Regions from separate parts of the Mus musculus genome. Here regions 1, 3 and 4 are each linked to region 2. The links are chromatin contacts, called in public Hi-C and HiChIP or PLAC-seq maps. All regions are on one chromosome and are shown on one strand. The core of a region is the stretch at or near the end of the contact, and the rest is flanking DNA. Distances in the headings are between cores, read along the strand shown. Region 1 has its middle 12 kb from the start of Gm39134. Region 2 holds the start of Rasa3 (RAS p21 protein activator 3). Region 3 overlaps Tfdp1 (transcription factor Dp 1). Region 4 holds the start of Grtp1 (GH regulated TBC protein 1).

Region 1 (3,832 bases), core at 934-3,433, 340 kb before region 2:
GTGGGGCCCCACCCAGCTAGTTTATGTGCTAAACAAAGGCAGACAGATCTCTAAATTCTTTTGCAAAGTTAAAGGGAAGAAAATGTAAGGTTAGTATCTCTTAAGAATCAAAGGGCTGGGTCGAGGACTGTAGCCTCATAAAATAATCCTAAGAAACCTGGAGTAAATGACTGGATTGATGTGTAAAATAAATAGAAGACTAGACCTGTGTTCTGCAGGAGATGAGCATAAGGTTTTTTAGCATAAAAAGAGAACTGCTAGGAGAACTCTCGGTCTGTTTCTGTCTCTCTCTCACACATACACACATGCACATATACCCCAGAAGCAGGACATGGACAGAGAGATCTCTTAGAATAGCAAGCAGAACACAGCTTGGACCCACTATATGACTTCCAGTCATTCTTTTTGCCGCTCCCAGCCACCCCTTGGAGCCCCTCTCCATGCCTCATTTAGGGATCTGAAAGGAAAAAGTTGTGTCTGAAAACTTTGTTCACATGACATTCTTGTTCTGGGTAGAGTGGCTCTGACTTCCCTCCCTCCTAACCTTCAAACACTTAGAACGAGCTCCTCCCAGCGATGGTGGAAGGAAGAAGAATCTTCTCTGAGGTAAGAACAGAAGAGCTGTTACAAGAGATGCTACTGAGCAGAGACAACTCGGTCTGTTGGGCTTCTTGATGGCTTCACAGAGATGAAGTATTGGGGAAAACACGGAGAAAGTAGACAGATGTCGATAGGTGGAGAAGAGGCAGATTCCAGAAGGTCTAAGGAGGGCACTGCCCCTGTGCACAGGAGTGACATGAGCTCAGCCGAGATTCCTTGTGCAGCAAAGCACTATGATTGGCTATAATTGGAGTAATCTTTGGAAGAAGGTTTTGTCCATGGGGAATGATTGGAGAATCCTACGGGCACCAGCTATTAACCTTCACCACGCTAATGACGGCCTTCCAGAGTTACAACTGTGATTCTTTCCCCTTTTGGCTTCCTAAGTCGTGCTGTTAAGGGACTCTTGGGAATTCCCTTCATTTTTATTCTTGTTTGAAAATGATGCCCTGACAGTGCAGCTTATACTTAGCCACAAAGGGGCACTCATCCAGGCGGTGAGCTTCATTTCAGGATGTGAGTCATATTCACTGAGGCCACAAACCAAGGCAGGCCCAAAGCAAACTGAGGCCTTGCTCTCCCTTCGCAATCTGATTGAAGAAAATTTGAAAAATAAGCATAGTTGGGTCGGGCGTGGTGGCGCACGCCTTTAATCCCACACTTGGGAGGCAGAGGCAGTCGGATTTCTGAGTTCGAGGCCAGCCTGGTCTACAACGTGAGTTCCAGGACAGCCAGGGCTACACAGAGAAACCCTGTCTCAAAAAAAAAAAAAGAAAGAAAGAAAGAAAGAAAAAGAAAAAGAAAGAAAGAAAAATAAGCATAGTTGGTTAGATTGCCCATCATTTTACAGTCATGGAACTGTACGCTAGAATGGAGTAAACCCTTTCCCTAGCTCCCCATTGCCGGGCGAAGTGAGGAGGTATATGTCTTTGAAATGGAGTCTGCTTCCAGTCTAGGGATCTGTGGGGTTTTTTTCTCTGAAGGCAGAGTCCAGTCAAACCCCAAGCCAGGCTGAGGCAGTGAACTGGAGTGATTTGCTAAGTTTCAAATGTTCCACCGCTCATTCTCCCTAGAGGAACTTTTAAAGTTTTTGTTGAAGCAAAACTGAGTTTTAAGAAAATGTGAATTATCTCAAGCTTTTATTGGATTAGGTCAGAATGATCAGGACAACTCTGTCCCGCACTCCAGCCACTGTCACGTATTAAGTGGGAAAAAATCCAGTTCTGTCTCTATGTACTGAGCCTCTCCAGTGTGAACAGTGTCTGTCTGTCTGTCTGTGTTGCATCAGCGTATCTTAGGACTTGAGTGGCTGATCATATGTATGTCTGGGTCCTAAGGGTAGGAAGGCTAAGTCCGGTATCAAGCAATACGGCATCATGCCATTTGTGACTAGCGCCTTACCCTATCCTAACTATGCACAAAGCAAAAGAGGAGGATGCAAGAACTCTGGACCAAAGTGCGGCTTTGAAGAGCCAAGAACAGGGGAGGGAGGTGAACTCAGGGCCCCTGTATAAGCAGCACACGGGGGTGTGGACACCTCTTAACCACAGGCCTCTGTATGAGAAGATAGCGGGTCCCTGTCTGAGCAGGATCTTGCTGACGTCACTTCCTGGCTTTGGCGTGTCTGGTCCCCACCTACACCCCAAGGTATGCCCCGCTCTGAAGGAAGTGAGCTAGGTCCAGAGCACGATGTCCTGACTGGAGAAGGAGCCTCTGGAAGCACGTTAGCTTCCCCAATGCCTATGTGAGTGCCAGGCTAGAGCAGAGACCTGAGCTGCGCATGGGATCGGTGCTGAGGCTGAAGGGGCCACAGCCAGCCAGTTAGAGCTTGCCAGCCAGTACCACAGAAAATAATCAAAAAGAGAAAGCTTTTTGAAACTCAGGGGCTTGTTTTGAGGTTTACTTTGCTCTTTGTTCGTTTCTTTGTTGAGACAGAGTCTTACTATGTAGTTCTGGCTGGCGCAGAACTTTCTTTGCACACCAGGCTGCTCCTGATCCCAGAGCTCCGCCTGCCTCTGCATCTACGGTGATGGGGTTTAAGAAAGGTGAATGCAAACACGCCCAGAAATTTTTGGTTGTTTTGTTGCTGGTTTTGTTTTGTTGAGACGTGGTGTGCGTGTGTGTGTGTGTGTGTGTGTGTGTGTAACCCTGGTTGTCTTACTACTTATTTTGCAAACCAGGCTGGCCACAAACTCATCGAGATCCACCTGCCTCTGCTTCCTTCTTACCCCCTTCACCTCCACCTCAAGTGCTGGGATTAAAGGCATGCACCACCACCGCCCAGCCAAGTTTTGGTTCTTGCAGCTCAGATATTCATCTGCAGTGGCCTCCACTCTCCTTAAGCAGGAGATAACTGTTGCCAGGGTCATATCTAGCCAGTGCAACAACTACCCACTATCTGTGTGCCAACAGCTCACTGTGAGAGAACAGCCTAAGAAAATGTAGCAAGACATCAGCTCATTGTATCAAATGGTTGCTTTGTCCACCAGCTTCTCTCCAGGTCCAACCCCTCCAGCCTATTGGTTGGAATTCCAAAGCCTGTCAGGAATGCAGATTCTCAGCCTGTTGCTGAATTACTGCCTTCAGCAATAAGATGCACCCTGGGTGTTACAGAATGCCCGAATGTCAACAGCCACCTAGTCTGTGTGGTGAGGGACTCCCCGACTCCTCACGTCCCTGGACTAAATTTGAATCCTGGATACTGCCACATATTTAACAATGGCAGAAAGTGCCACTCACTCCCCAAGTTCTCTTTGACTTCCTGGAATACAACATAACCAGATACTCCAGTTCCCTTGCAGTCCATCGTGGCCACATGATCCAGTCATAACAAGGGGTGAAAGAACAGTGCCCATCAAGACTCATATGCTCTGCCCTTCGGTTTAACTTAACTGTAGTGAGGGCAGCCACAGACGCTCCAAGGTGAATGACTGTAGAACAGGATCCCTTCCTCCAACCGCTCTGTAGTGTCAGGACATCCTCTGAAATTGCAGCTAAGATGTTTGACAGCCCAGGCAGCCCTAAGGACCTAAGAAATTACTATTTGGAAAATGATGAGTCACTGAGGAAATCCTGAATTGCAGGGAATGGACAGCTTTGGGCAGCTGAATCAGAAAAGACTGACAGCTCAAGAACAGCAGAAAAAGCCAGCTATGCCTAGAACCGGCTCACTGGGACGGCCCAAAGAGGCCCCCAGAGCCAGGGCTCTGGAGAGATTTGGTGAGGCCTCATG
Region 2 (3,998 bases), core at 472-2,971:
CGCTTTTGTCAGGGCCTAGCTCTGCGGCAGCTCAGGGTTAGCTCGTCTAGTCCTTCTACGGGCATCTGTCCCTGTGGGAAGTGCCAGTCTTGGTCAGGTGGTCTGGAGTGGGTAAGAAAGAAGGCTGCACAAGCCAACAGACAAGGCAATAAGTAGCGCTCTCCAGTGGCTTCTGCTTCTGTCAGTCCTTGCATCCAGGTTCCTGCCTTGACTTGATGATGAACTCTGAGGAAAATAAACCAATTCCTCCCCAAGTCCTTTTGTTGGAGAAGGGTCTACTACAGGGTTTCTCTGTGTACTTCTGGCTGTCTTCAAACTTACTCTGCAGATCTGGCTGGTCTTGAATCCAGAGATCTGCCAGTCTCTGTCTCCTGCACTGAGATCACCACCTCTCCCCTCCCCATCTTATTTATTTATTTATTTATTTATTTATTTATGGTTTCCAAGTTGTTTTTGGTCATGGTGCTTTATCACAGTACAGCAGCCCAGCTAAAGCAGTCTTTTGGTGATTTTGTGTCCTTCCCCACCACCACCCCCATCCCTGTCCAGTCATGTGCCTCCTACCCAAGTTCTCTACCACTAAGCTGAGTTCCTGAGCCGGAGATTCAGGGTTTTAGATGTGTTAACCCAGAGCGGCTCCCTCTCTTCCCAGTCAGAGCCTGTCTATGGCACAGCAGCTTCTGGAGGGTTCCAAATCAGCTTCTCTGGAGTTCCAGCACCTTCCTGGGTGTCCTGCCTATACACTGTATTTCTGCTCTTTGGCTGCTGGTGAGAGAGCTACCGTATAGCACCAAGGGATTTTTGTGTCACACCTTTCAGTTGGTGTATCAATGACCTAGCCTCCTGACTCCTCAAGCGATGCCACTTCCGTTTTCAGTCCTACCGAAAGGCAGGCCTCCTTCAAACCCACTGCAGAGGCTATCTCTACCGCCACTCCCCACCCACCAGGGCCTCTGGGAGACACTTCTGTGACTACTATAAGGAACGAGGGACTAGAGCTCTTGGCCCTCTAGGAAAGCTGGGAGTTATGCCAGCTGCAGGAAAAACTTAGTGGAGGGATCGGGGATAGGACCTCACAGTATCGTTGTAGAGATACAACAATTCTAAAGTTGCATACCAATCAAATTGCCAGTAAGCACCAGGTTTGAAGGTTCTGGAATGCTAAATTCAAGGGCCGCGTTGAGGCTGCCCAAGCACACCACAGGGTAAGCAGGGACTGCTTGCTGGGCACAGGGTCCACTTGCCCTCACTTTGACAGCATATCACCTTCTGATTTCTCCAGAGCGATCGGCAGGTGTCACTTTTCTCAGTCGCTGAAGCTGGGGCTAGAGGAAATCTTTTCCTTTCATACCTTTTGTTTGAATATAGCTTTTTAGATTTTAAGTGCGAGTCGGTCTTACGGGACCTGGCGGTCAAAACACAGATCAATACTCACGATCTCTCTTTGTCCCAGGTCCAGAGAGACCGGACCAGCGAGGGCTGTGAAGAGGGACCGCTTCAGGGGCACTCCAAGGCAAGTCCCTTCCGATCCCGCCTTAGAGTCCGCCTCCGCCTCCTTACAGACCCGACCAATGGAATGCAGTGTTTGACAGTAGGCGGAGTCGTACTACCCCACCCCATGCAGAGCCTTAGCCAATGAAGATCGGGGCTCTGGCGAAGGAAGGCGCCCGCAGCCCCGCCCCCGAGCTCTGCCAATGGAAGGGCGCGAGGCGGTGCACCCGGTCAGAGCGCGGACCGCAGCGCGCGGGGCTCTGGGGGCATCCGCAGCTCGGCTCCGTCTGCCGGCTTCTTCCCCTGTCTTGTCCCCCTTCTGCGGCCGCGCTGCCGGGCCCTCGCGCGTTGGCGAGGTCGACAAGCAGCATGGCGGTGGAGGAAGAGGGACTGCGGGTCTTCCAGAGCGTGAGGATCAAGATTGGTGAGGACCGCGGTGGCGTGGGCAACTCCCCAGACCCCTGTTCTTGGTATCCGGCCGGGCTGGACCGGCTCCTCGTGTTTCTCCGCCTAGACTGCCCGGTTCTCCGTGGCATTGCGGGGGAGGAGGGACCTGTATCAGGGGGCGTCTGTTTGTGGGAGTGAGCGCGCGTGGTTGCCTGCGTGTGTCCGTGTGCGCAGCACCGCTCCAGATCCCAGGCGCCTGACTTTACATGCACGAGCACGCGCGGATCCGTCTGGGTGCTCCCACTTCAGGGATCGGGTCTACTGATGTCAGTCTCCTGGTGTCCTCTCCACAGTTGTGCGCAGGAACTTATTTCCCAAGGAGGGGGCGCCCCTTCACCTTTTCGGCTGCTGCAGGCTTCGAGGCCGTGCACGCGCGCGACCGTGTGTGTGTGTGTGTGTGTGTGTGTGTGTGTGTGGTGTCTGCGCGCTGCAGGCCTGGTGATGGAGCCACCAGCACCTCCCCCTCCTTTCATTGAGAACTGGCCGTGGGAGCTGTGGCCGGCAGGCCTGGCATTCAGGCTGCTCTGGGCTGGTCGGGACTTCGGCAGCAACGCTAGGAACGGGGAGTGAAGTGGAACTGGAGAGACCTGGAGAGGACTTCCTGATTTTTTTTTTTTTAACCTGGAGATTTCGTTTTTCCCAGTTGTTTTTTATCTTGTGAGTGACGTGTGAGTCTACTTCCTTACAGTGGTTTTCTGAAGTGACCGTTACACATCAAGTCATTAACACACTGGGCAGGGGCCAATTTTCTTGGAAGGAATTCTGGGTCCTAGTGCACCGTCCCTGTAGTCTTTTCCCTCTGAACTGCGCCCCACATTACTGGCCTGTTCCCATGTGAAAAGGCCCCTAGTGGGTGGCAACAGTCACAGCCTGGTGTCAGTTGTTGATGACATTCGATGCTGTCTGAAGAATGCCAGCTACTCGCAATCAGCGTGTTGCTTCCTGTCCGCTTTATTTTGCTTTTGAATCATCGCCCGAGACAGTTTGATCTTTGGTTCAGAAGCGCTGCGGAGAGCATGTGGTGTTTGGGCTGGAGCAGAGGGCACGGGAGGGATTTCTCTTGCTCTTATGCCTGGAATTGCTGTCAGTTTCCATCTGAGGAAAGGGGCTGCTTTCTGTCCTCTGTGGGCAAAGACTACTTGTGTGAGGGTGGCCAGCTTCAGTTTCCTTCAGCCAGATCCTCTGACCAAGTGAGTCCACCAGGCTCCAGGGGTGCTGTGCCCTTTTGCTCAAGGATCTGGGGAGGTTGCTGTGGAATACTGCTGGGGCAGAATCAGGTCAGTTGGTGAGAAGGGTCCAAGACTTTCTTTCCCTTTCAGTACAGTGTGCTTGCTTCAATCCTAGCATCGGCTACTGTGCACACAGGGAAAGGTTTTAGTTCCATTCAAACAAAGAGGATTTCTTTTCCAGAATGACATAGTAAATAAGACAGGAGGGAAGGAAAGACTTCAGTCTGTCTGCCGGAATCGGGTCTTCACTAGGGGAGCAGCAGAGGGGACAAGTCAGAAGGTCCCTCCTCCGTTGCTAGACGTTGAATAAGGGTATGATTGGAGCCTTCATTGCCTCTGACTGCATAGGGGGATGGTGGCAGTGAGTGAGGTTGGGTAGAGGCGTCTCTGCCTTATCTTTCCTCATCATTTTTTTTCTCAAGAGTATTTACCTGCAGGGCTGCTCAAGAGGGGTGGCCCTGTGCTCTCCGGATGGCGTATGCAGGGAACATAGTAGCTCTGCAGATAGATCCTGCCCTCTCTGGATGGAGTATGCAGGGAACATAGCTCTGCAGATAGATCCTGCCTTCTGTGTCTGAGCACAGATGTGTGTTGGGTTCGCCTTTTGGAATGCAGAAAACATCGGTAGCAACTGGATTGGGTTTGATGTTTCTTGGCTGCCCTGCTTGTTTGATATCACTGGGGTCCCCAGGGAAATCTTATCAGAAGAACAGGACTCCTAGCCAGGTGGGTTAGGTAGCTGGGCTTCCGGTGTGCTTTATAAAAAGCCTAGCAACAGAGGAGGGACCTCTTGGGTTTTCCTTTGCATTTCTGGTTTGTGGTCATATCACT
Region 3 (3,927 bases), core at 288-2,787, 300 kb after region 2:
TACTGACAACACTACACAGACCGGGGGTGGGGGGTGGACAGCGACAGTGAGAACAAGGAGAGTTGGAGGAGGGAATAAGGGTAGATTTGGTCACAATACATTACACAAGTGTATAAAAATTGAATAAAACACTTTTTAAAAATAAACTATAAAGGAGACTGAGACAAGGGAATGGCAAGACCTGGCCTGGTTGTGGAGTGAGGCTGTCTTAACTAAAAAATAAAAAAAGGGTGAGTACCACCACCTGCTAGGCTGACCTGAGTTCCATCCCAGGATCCCACGCCCTCTGACCTCCACAGGTACACCATGTGCACGCCCACACTCACATCACACATGAAACAGGTTTTAAACCTGGGCCACACAAGCCTAGAAACCAGAGTGTGATCCTTGGAACCATGTAAAGGTGGGAGCGAACCACACGCACACAGGCCTCTTCTGACCTCCACATTTGCCCACATACATCACACACAAATAGTAACAATAAAAGATTTCTTTAGAAATGTCAAGTATATAGAAGCAGAAAATAAAACTGTACACACACTGTACGGTGAGACACATCTTAAGAAAACAAGTAAAGAGCCATTAAAAACAAAACAAAACCAGTCAGGCCGTGGTGGCACACACCTTTAATCCCGGCAGAGGCAGGTGGATCTCTGAGTGTGAGGCCAGCCTGGTCTACAGAGCAAGCTCCAGGACTGTGTGGGCCACACAGACAAACTCTATCTAAAAAAAACCAAACCAAACCAAACCAAACCAAAAGCACCCTTGTCACTTTCCCTGCCAACGACAGTGAACACAGGTAGGTTTGCGCCCCCCCCCCCTTTACTGTGTTAACACTTTTTAAAAAGTAAAAACCATGAATTACTTAATTGGGGGCGGAGGGTGCTGTGGGATCATTTTATGGGGACAAGCACTGTGTTCCCTTGCCTGAGCAGACAATTACCTGGGCCAAGCTCAGTTCAGCCTATCTGAAACACAGTAAGGCTGCCCCACCCCCAGCTGCTGTCACCTGGCAGAAAGCCTTGTGCCATTGGATGTAGAACCTGTTGTCGTGACGAATACTCCACCAATGGATCCCTGAGCCATTTCTGAAAAGAGACAGAAGCAGATAATAATAAAACTGGGCAGTCAAATGTGGTGGCACCTGCCTTGAACCTCATAACCTGTGAGACAGATCTCTGAGCCGGCCAGAGGCAGAGACCAAACAAAACTCCTGAAACCCAGAATGTGAGAGAGAAGCAAGCCTGCATGACCAGACAGAGCTTGGGGGAGCTCTGTGGATAGCCTGCCAGCTTGCTCTCCCTGCCCTGTGTGAGAACCAGGGGTGGCTGGGTCCCAGGCAGCACACATGTCTGCTCGGGAGTTTCCCCGTGCCGCTCTGTGTACAGTAGCACCAGAGAGTAGAAACAGGGACTAAGAGCATGAACGGGCAGCATAGCACCTTCCACCTCAGACTCATGCAGCTACAAGGCAGAGCCCGGGCCAAGCCCCAGGCCTGCAAGTGCTCCAGTGTGGGCAATGCCTTACACAGGACAGGATGATGCTCATGCAACCTGGGACAGCCTCAGAAAGCAAGCACACATCATGCATTTTTGACCGTTGACAGGATCTTTCATGACTCATCACAAGACTAGCGTGACCTGATGACTCAGCAAAGTCACCAAATTAGAAGCCCAGGGAACTGAGAGCCCTGCCTCATGCTGCCCTGACTGCTGGGCTCCAAGGACCAACCGATGGCCTTGGGAGGGAGGGCAGCAGGCCTGTCATCTCCCATCCTCACTCGGCAGACACCCAGGCACTCAGGATGGCCAGCCACAGGGCACAACTAACCTGTCACGTATGGTTCTAGAGCTTTTGGTACCAAACTTCTGGCCACCTTGAGGTCTTCAGCAGAGCAGTTGCCAGACTCCAGCCCACATGCCATGCCCATGCGCTTGAGCACCTCAATGTCATCGTGGATCTCAAACGTGTTGTCAAAGTTAAACAGATACTCAAATCTGTTGGGGAAAGGCACTGTGAGGATTACGAAGCTTCCAAGAGCAGGCAGTAAATCCACCCCCCACTCCCACCCTCCATCCCAGACCCCATAACTACTGAATTTCTCTAAAACAGTTCAAACTAGGGAATGAAAGACATGTCACTGCATAGTGATGGCCCTGGGCTGGGACACAGTGCTGCCTGCACGTGGCATGGGTGCCAGGACCACCAGAGACCATAGCTGCTGTTACTAAGCAGCCGTAAGACTGAACCCTGATAACCAAGTATCTGTTTCTTCCCCTGAGGAGCTGCACTTAGAGGGCCCACTGAGGACGAACTTGTCATTGGAGATGCTGCAGTCAATGACTGTCTTCCTGCTGGTGTTGACAATGATGAAGGGCAAGTGGATGACAGAGTTGGGAGGAGGCGGCCTGCGGGCCTGCTGCTCAGCTTGGCGATTTCTCTGCACCAAGTTCTTGAAGGCAATTTGCTGAAAAAGACCAACACAGCCCCCCCATAGATGTCAATACCAGTAACATGATCCCTTCCTTCCTGCAGATAGTGGGAACCTGGGTGTTGAGAGGTCGGCCTGTAGCAGCCTGTGGCATCTGCTCACAGCCTATAGGGGACAAGGAGCACAGGAAAGCAGTCACATGAATGACTTGCTAGAGGACACTCGGTCCTACGCTAACCCTTGTAGCACACGAAGGACCTCTTTGCAGCTGTGCAGGGATGAACCCAGAGCCAATGGTCCAGTCCTGAAGTCCACATGGACACAAGACTCTGATCTAACCCTGCCGACCACACTCCTCCCTCTACAGTGGAGATGCTCTCATAAAGACACATGTGTCTACACAGTATGAGGCCCTTCTCCACATGACAGGGGACAGGCAAGAGAGGGCAGGAAATGGGAGTGTGTTGGGCCACTGCCTACCCAGCTTCTTCTCCCTTCTGAAGCCAGGATCTTCCTGGAACCCTGAACCAGCCCTGCCACGCATGCAACCTCAGGCTGAGCACACAGGGAAGGAAGGAAGGAAGAGCACATCACCGTCACCGGGCCCCAACTCCATTCCTCCATCGTCACATCATTTCAGGCAGGTAACAAGGCCTGGTGAGGGGCTGGGATGATGCTGGCACCTCCCACTCTGGCTACCAGGCGCTCTGGATACTATGCTCACCTCAGGCTGGTGGCCAGTCACCCCACAGTACCATGGCTACGCTTTCTGGAAGGTTCTAGCACATCTCAATCTGCTCTGCCATGAGCCCTGCACACACTAACTTCACTGAATCCCCAGGTCTCTTACGAGAAGTCCAACTCCCAGGGCCACTTCACATGAACACGGACAACCTTAACCACCATGCTTTCCCTGGGCAGTAACCAATGAAGCCCAACATCTACAGAGTGCGTGACATGCCTGGTGCATTGGATGTCACGCCAAGGAGCTTATGCTCAGTCAAGCCTCTCTGAGAACAAGGCCCGTGTGGCCAACAGCCTGTTTCCAAGGAGGACATGGGGACGCTCAAAAAGGCCGTACCTGCAGGATGAGCTCCTGGAGCTGTGACTGCTTCTGTTTGATCCTCTCCAGCCTCCTCTGCCTCTCTACCTGCAGACACACAGTGAGGAGGGACACTCAGCACGCACACTGACAAACCCATTCTGCTAGGCCCATGGGCACTTTCACCAAGAGCACAGCTACCGTGTACAGACACAGCCGAAGCTCTAGATGAAGACCAGTGTTCCTGTAACTTCCACAGCACGCTGACCCTTTCCTTTCTTACACACACACACACACACACACACACACACACACACACACACATTAAAAACTGTCTTGTAACAGGGACTACTAAATGCATCATCGCATCCACTCAGCCACCTGGTATAGCTCTCTCAAGTGACCAAGGACAATGGACGCCTGCTTAGGCAGTGCACCTCTAAGTTCTGGCACT
Region 4 (4,090 bases), core at 370-2,869, 480 kb after region 2:
ACACTTGGTGTTAAAACACTGTTCACTGCTGGGCTGAGCTGATCTCTGCACGTTTTTCCCCAGAGGCAGCAAGCACTCTGGGCGACTGTGGGAGCTAGAATTTGGGGTTCTGCTCATGCCAGCACTAAGTTTCATCCAATGTCAACAGAGAAGCTCAAATCTGCAGCTCTAACTGGATTTTCAGGTTCATTTCTTGCTGTATTCTAAAAGAAAGATGGGGCTAGATATGGTGGCATGTGCCTTTATTCCCATTGCTCAGGATGTGTGTGTGTGTGTTAGGCAGGCACAGGTAGATCTCTCTGAGTTCAATACCAGCCTGGTGTTCATAGTGAGTTCCAGACCAACCAGAGCTACACAGTGAGACACTGCCCCCCCCCAATAAAAGAAAGTAAAAAGAATAAAATAAATAAATAAATACAAAATAAAAGAAAGAAAGATGGAGGCACCAAGGCTTTGGTAGAGAATCCTTGTTCAGCAGAGTTTGGTCAAAGCAAGGAGGAGGGAAAGCAATACAAACCTCAGGTTTTCTCATCTGTCTTACAGTAGTCTCAAAACCTAGAGAAAATGAAGTAAAGGGCAGAGCTGCGTATGTAGCCTTGAGAGAGAGACAGAGAGAGGGAGAGAGAGAGAGAGAACCGGTCCCACCGGGTGCTGCCTGTATTCTTGGCGCTGAGGTCAGGATCATTTACAGTGGGGTATCCAAGTGTCCCAGTGGACCAGGCTAAATTCTAATCCCACCCCCACCCCACCCCCGCCGCTTCCTGCTAGGTACTTTGAAGTTTCTAACTAGTTCAAGTGAGTTCCCAAAGTCCAGCTGAGGGTCATTCCAACTACAGTCAGCTGAAGGTGGGTAGCACCTTCTAAACACCACAGAAAAGTGCTTCTGCAACGTCCGATCCGTCCCACCGCTGACCACAGGGCCCGAAGGCGCCAAAGCCCTATGCTTTACCTCGGCACGGTGAGCATTCATAATCCAAACATTCCTCCACAGGTTTCCGAGGGCACCTCGCTAAGAAAGGCAGTCAACTGGTTTCCAAGCCCAGAGTCTGAAATCTCAAGAAACGGACGGCGACAGGGACCACGAAAGAAGCTCGGCACCGCGGCACTGTGACCCTGCAGTAGCGCACACAGCTGGGGCTTCCCTAGGCGAGGAGAGATGGTAAGGCGGCAACTCTTTCCAAGGCTAGACCTCGGGTTCCAAGGTTTGGAGAAGCGAGTACCCTTTGATGGTGGCCCTCAAAAACACCGTATGTTCTCAGCCTCGACAAGCAAGGAAGCAAAGTGGAAAAACAAACAAACAAAAAAACCCTCCTTTTTCAGCATCGGAGCTGGAAGTCCGAAGTCCAAAGTCCAGTCTGCCAGGCACTGAGGCTTGAAGGATATTTAAAATCCTGCAAAGTGGATCCAGGTCTTCTAACCTCGGCATAGGTTTCCATCTCCATGGATTTTCAAATCCCTAGTGCCAGGCTGCAGCAGGTGCACTCGGTTCGGGTCCCTAGGCGCTCCCATCTCCGACACCGCCCCCACCCCAGCCCCGCTCCGTCCACTCTACCCCGCCCCGCCCCCACTGACTCCGCCCCTCGTCCCCACCCCGCCCCCGTCTCGGCCACGCCCCCGCCGGAAGCACTCGCGCGCCCCGGGGCCAGCGGCGCACCGGGGTCCAGCGCTCGGGGCTGCAGAGGTTGTGAGTCCCGCGGTCCCTGGCCCTTCTCCGCATGGATCCCGCAGAGCGCGCGCAGGCGGCGCGAGCTCGGGTGCCCAGGTGGGTGCGGAGGCCGCGCGCGCGGGGTGCTGGGCGCCCTCTCCGGACTGGGTCTGAGCCAGTCGATGCTGCGCGGGGGACGCGCTCTGGTCCACGGAGAGCGAGGGGCATGAGGGGGTGGAGGGGATGGAGGAGGGGAGGAAGAGAGGAAGGGAAGGTGAACTGAGGATGGACGGAGGGGCGGACCGAGGGGTGTCGGGTGTCGGAGCTCTTGGACCCCAGCCGCATCCCCGCAGGCGCGGAAACTTGGTTCGGGGAAACAGGTTCTTTTTGTTTGTAGGATCGATCCGTATGGGTTTGAAAGGCCCGAAGACTTTGACTATGCGGCTTATGAAGAATTCTTTTCCACGTACCTGGTGATACTCACCAAGAGGGCGATCAAATGGTCCAAACTTCTAAAAGGAAACGGTGGTGTCCGGAAAAGCGTGACAGGTGAGAGGCCTGATGCTGGCTGGCATAGCGGCCATTCAAACAAACAGGACTTTCTCCCAAGGGCCAGAACCCCTGTGGCGAGACCCCCAGCGAGACCTCTGGACTGCAGGACCTCCCAGCAGTAGCTGTTACCCTGCAGTAGTTACAGTCCCTATGGCATGACTCCCCAACAGTAGAACCCTGTGAAACCTGTGAGCATGACTCCCCCGCCCCGCAGTAGAGGGATCCCTCTTTAAATGGGACTCCTCAGCAGCAGGATCCCCACCAGCCGGAACTCCCAAAGCCAGACCTACGAACACCATCACTACCCTGCACACGAGCATACACTGCATTTCCATAGGAACTGGACCCCTCTATAGTTGAACCCCACCACCCCCAAGCGCGACTTCTGGGACATCATGAGACCCCCTAGGAGGGTGTGTTTGTGCCACACAGCAGATGGGAGAGCTCCTTACCTGGTTGAATTTTCTCCATGGTCACCACGCCCTCTTAACTGTAGATGGGCAAAGTCCATATTTCCTGGGAAGCCTCGAGAAGGCCTTGTGTTCTGAGGGGGGTTAGAACAGCGCCTATCTCTCAGAGATGGGTAGGGGTGGGGTACCTAGGGCTGGGCTCCTGGAAGTCCAGTTCCAAGACAAACTTTCCTCTTTCTCTGAACAGGAACTACCATGCCTCTCCAAGCGTTTTTTTTTTTTTTTTTTTTCCTTCCCCTATACCATTCTTGATAGTCATTTTTCTTCTCTGTAGAACCAAAGGCCCCTCCCTGCTTGCAGGGCTTTTTGTTTATTTTGCTGTGGAATCCTCATCGCTTCATTGAGATAATAGGGACTTCATATTTGTTAAAGGAGTGCCTGAAGGTGTTTGCCAGGTGGCCAGGTAGACAGACCTACAGTGTGACCTTGGGGGGATTGGCTGCTCAAAATTCATGATGACCCAAGCATAGGGGTAGGGGCAAGTGTAAAGGCAGAGGGGATGCGGTCGTCTCTGAGCACTAACTTGTTCTCTGTCTCTGTGAGCTAACGTGTTCCCTGTCTCTGTGAGCTAATGTGTTCCCTATATCATCTTTCCCTTTGCACTTACTCTCTCCGTGTTCAAGCATGTTTTCAACAAACACTACTTTTTAGTCTTCTAAGGTTAGAAGTTTTATTTACACTTAATACATAGTTCATGCCCACAGTGAACATTTTAGTTATACAGAAAGATACACAATGAAGCCACTTCCCTCCCACCCCAGGCTCTAGTCTACCACAGAAGTAACACTGGGGATTGCCTTAATGTGTCCCCTGGAGCACGTCAGTACAGGAAGTAGCTCCTGTGGCTAGGAGGATCGGTAAGGCCAGACCGATTATCCCTGGAATACATAGGTCTATGCAGGTCTCTTACACATGCCAGCGTGAGTGCAGCTTTCAAGGCCCAGAGAGGCCTTGAACCTGTGACCCTCTGCAGGTCTCAGCCACTAGGCCTGGTTCGCAGTAGTCTAGTACCTACTTCAGGTTTGCTTTGCTTTTGAACATTTGTCTCAACTCTCTGAAATTTTAACTTGCTAGGTTGGAGTGAGGGCTCAGAGGTTAAGAGGTACAGTGCTTCTTGCTCTTCCAGAGGACCTGAGGCCAATTTCCAGCACCTGTATGGGGTGGGTCACAGCCTCCTGGGAATCCAATGGCTCTGGCCTTTGTGGGCACACATAGTCACATGTAAACATGTGACATGCATGCACACACACACACACACACACACACACACACACACACGTCACACGCCTTTAATCCCATCACTTGGGTGGGTCTATGGGAGTTTGAGGCCCACCTGGTCTACATAGAAAGGACAGTCAGGGCTACATAGAGAGGGCCTGTCTCCTTGCTCCTTGCCGCGTTTTTTTTTTTTTTTTTTTTTTTT

The links. A called contact is a pair of places that touch in the nucleus more often than the background predicts. HiChIP or PLAC-seq counts read pairs in DNA pulled down with a chosen protein or histone mark.
Region 1: a contact with region 2 is called in a Hi-C map of CD8 T cells, with 4 times the contacts expected there. The contact joins the enhancer-like site here to the promoter of Rasa3 in region 2. A contact is called at or near these places in 1 of 484 Hi-C or Micro-C datasets (CD8 T cells) and 1 of 115 datasets of contacts at active chromatin or transcription factors (memory CD8 T cells).
Region 3: a contact with region 2 is called in an H3K4me3 HiChIP or PLAC-seq map of bone marrow-derived macrophages, with 2.6 times the contacts expected there. The contact joins the enhancer-like site here to the promoter of Rasa3 in region 2. A contact is called at or near these places in 1 of 39 promoter capture datasets (liver), 4 of 115 datasets of contacts at active chromatin or transcription factors (bone marrow-derived macrophages, embryonic stem cells, pancreatic cancer cells and 1 more) and 1 of 9 other capture datasets (pancreatic islet).
Region 4: a contact with region 2 is called in an HNF4G HiChIP or PLAC-seq map of pancreatic cancer cells. The contact joins the promoter of Grtp1 here to the promoter of Rasa3 in region 2. A contact is called at or near these places in 1 of 484 Hi-C or Micro-C datasets (embryonic stem cells) and 2 of 115 datasets of contacts at active chromatin or transcription factors (memory CD8 T cells and pancreatic cancer cells).

The regions. Positions count from the first base shown.
Region 1 is chr8:14,011,107-14,014,938 of GRCm38.p6, reverse strand. No RefSeq gene overlaps it. Among named protein-coding and RNA genes, the nearest start is that of Gm39134, 12 kb to the left of the region's middle. Within about 2 kb of position 2,183, at least 64 of the 459 cell types and tissues checked have an H3K27ac peak or open chromatin away from gene starts, as enhancers often do. A contact at or near this core is called in CD8 T cells and memory CD8 T cells, where this site is marked.
Region 2 is chr8:13,675,310-13,679,307 of GRCm38.p6, reverse strand. It overlaps Rasa3 (RAS p21 protein activator 3), which reads left to right and starts at 1,721. Exons shown (of 24, transcript NM_009025.2): 1 at 1,721-1,915. The coding sequence starts at 1,861.
Region 3 is chr8:13,371,006-13,374,932 of GRCm38.p6, reverse strand. It overlaps Tfdp1 (transcription factor Dp 1), which reads right to left. Exons shown (of 12, transcript NM_001291765.1): 7 at 3,911-3,927; 8 at 3,513-3,581; 9 at 2,316-2,467; 10 at 1,831-1,997; 11 at 1,010-1,088. Among named protein-coding and RNA genes, the nearest start is that of Atp4b, 24 kb to the left of the region's middle. Within about 2 kb of position 1,537, at least 76 of the 459 cell types and tissues checked have an H3K27ac peak or open chromatin away from gene starts, as enhancers often do. A contact at or near this core is called in bone marrow-derived macrophages, pancreatic cancer cells and pancreatic islet, where this site is marked.
Region 4 is chr8:13,198,153-13,202,242 of GRCm38.p6, reverse strand. It overlaps Grtp1 (GH regulated TBC protein 1), which reads left to right and starts at 1,619. Exons shown (of 8, transcript NM_025768.2): 1 at 1,619-1,762; 2 at 2,043-2,194. The coding sequence starts at 1,716. It overlaps 2810030D12Rik (RIKEN cDNA 2810030D12 gene), which reads right to left and starts at 1,461. Exons shown (of 2, transcript NR_166508.1): 1 at 950-1,461; 2 at 453-555.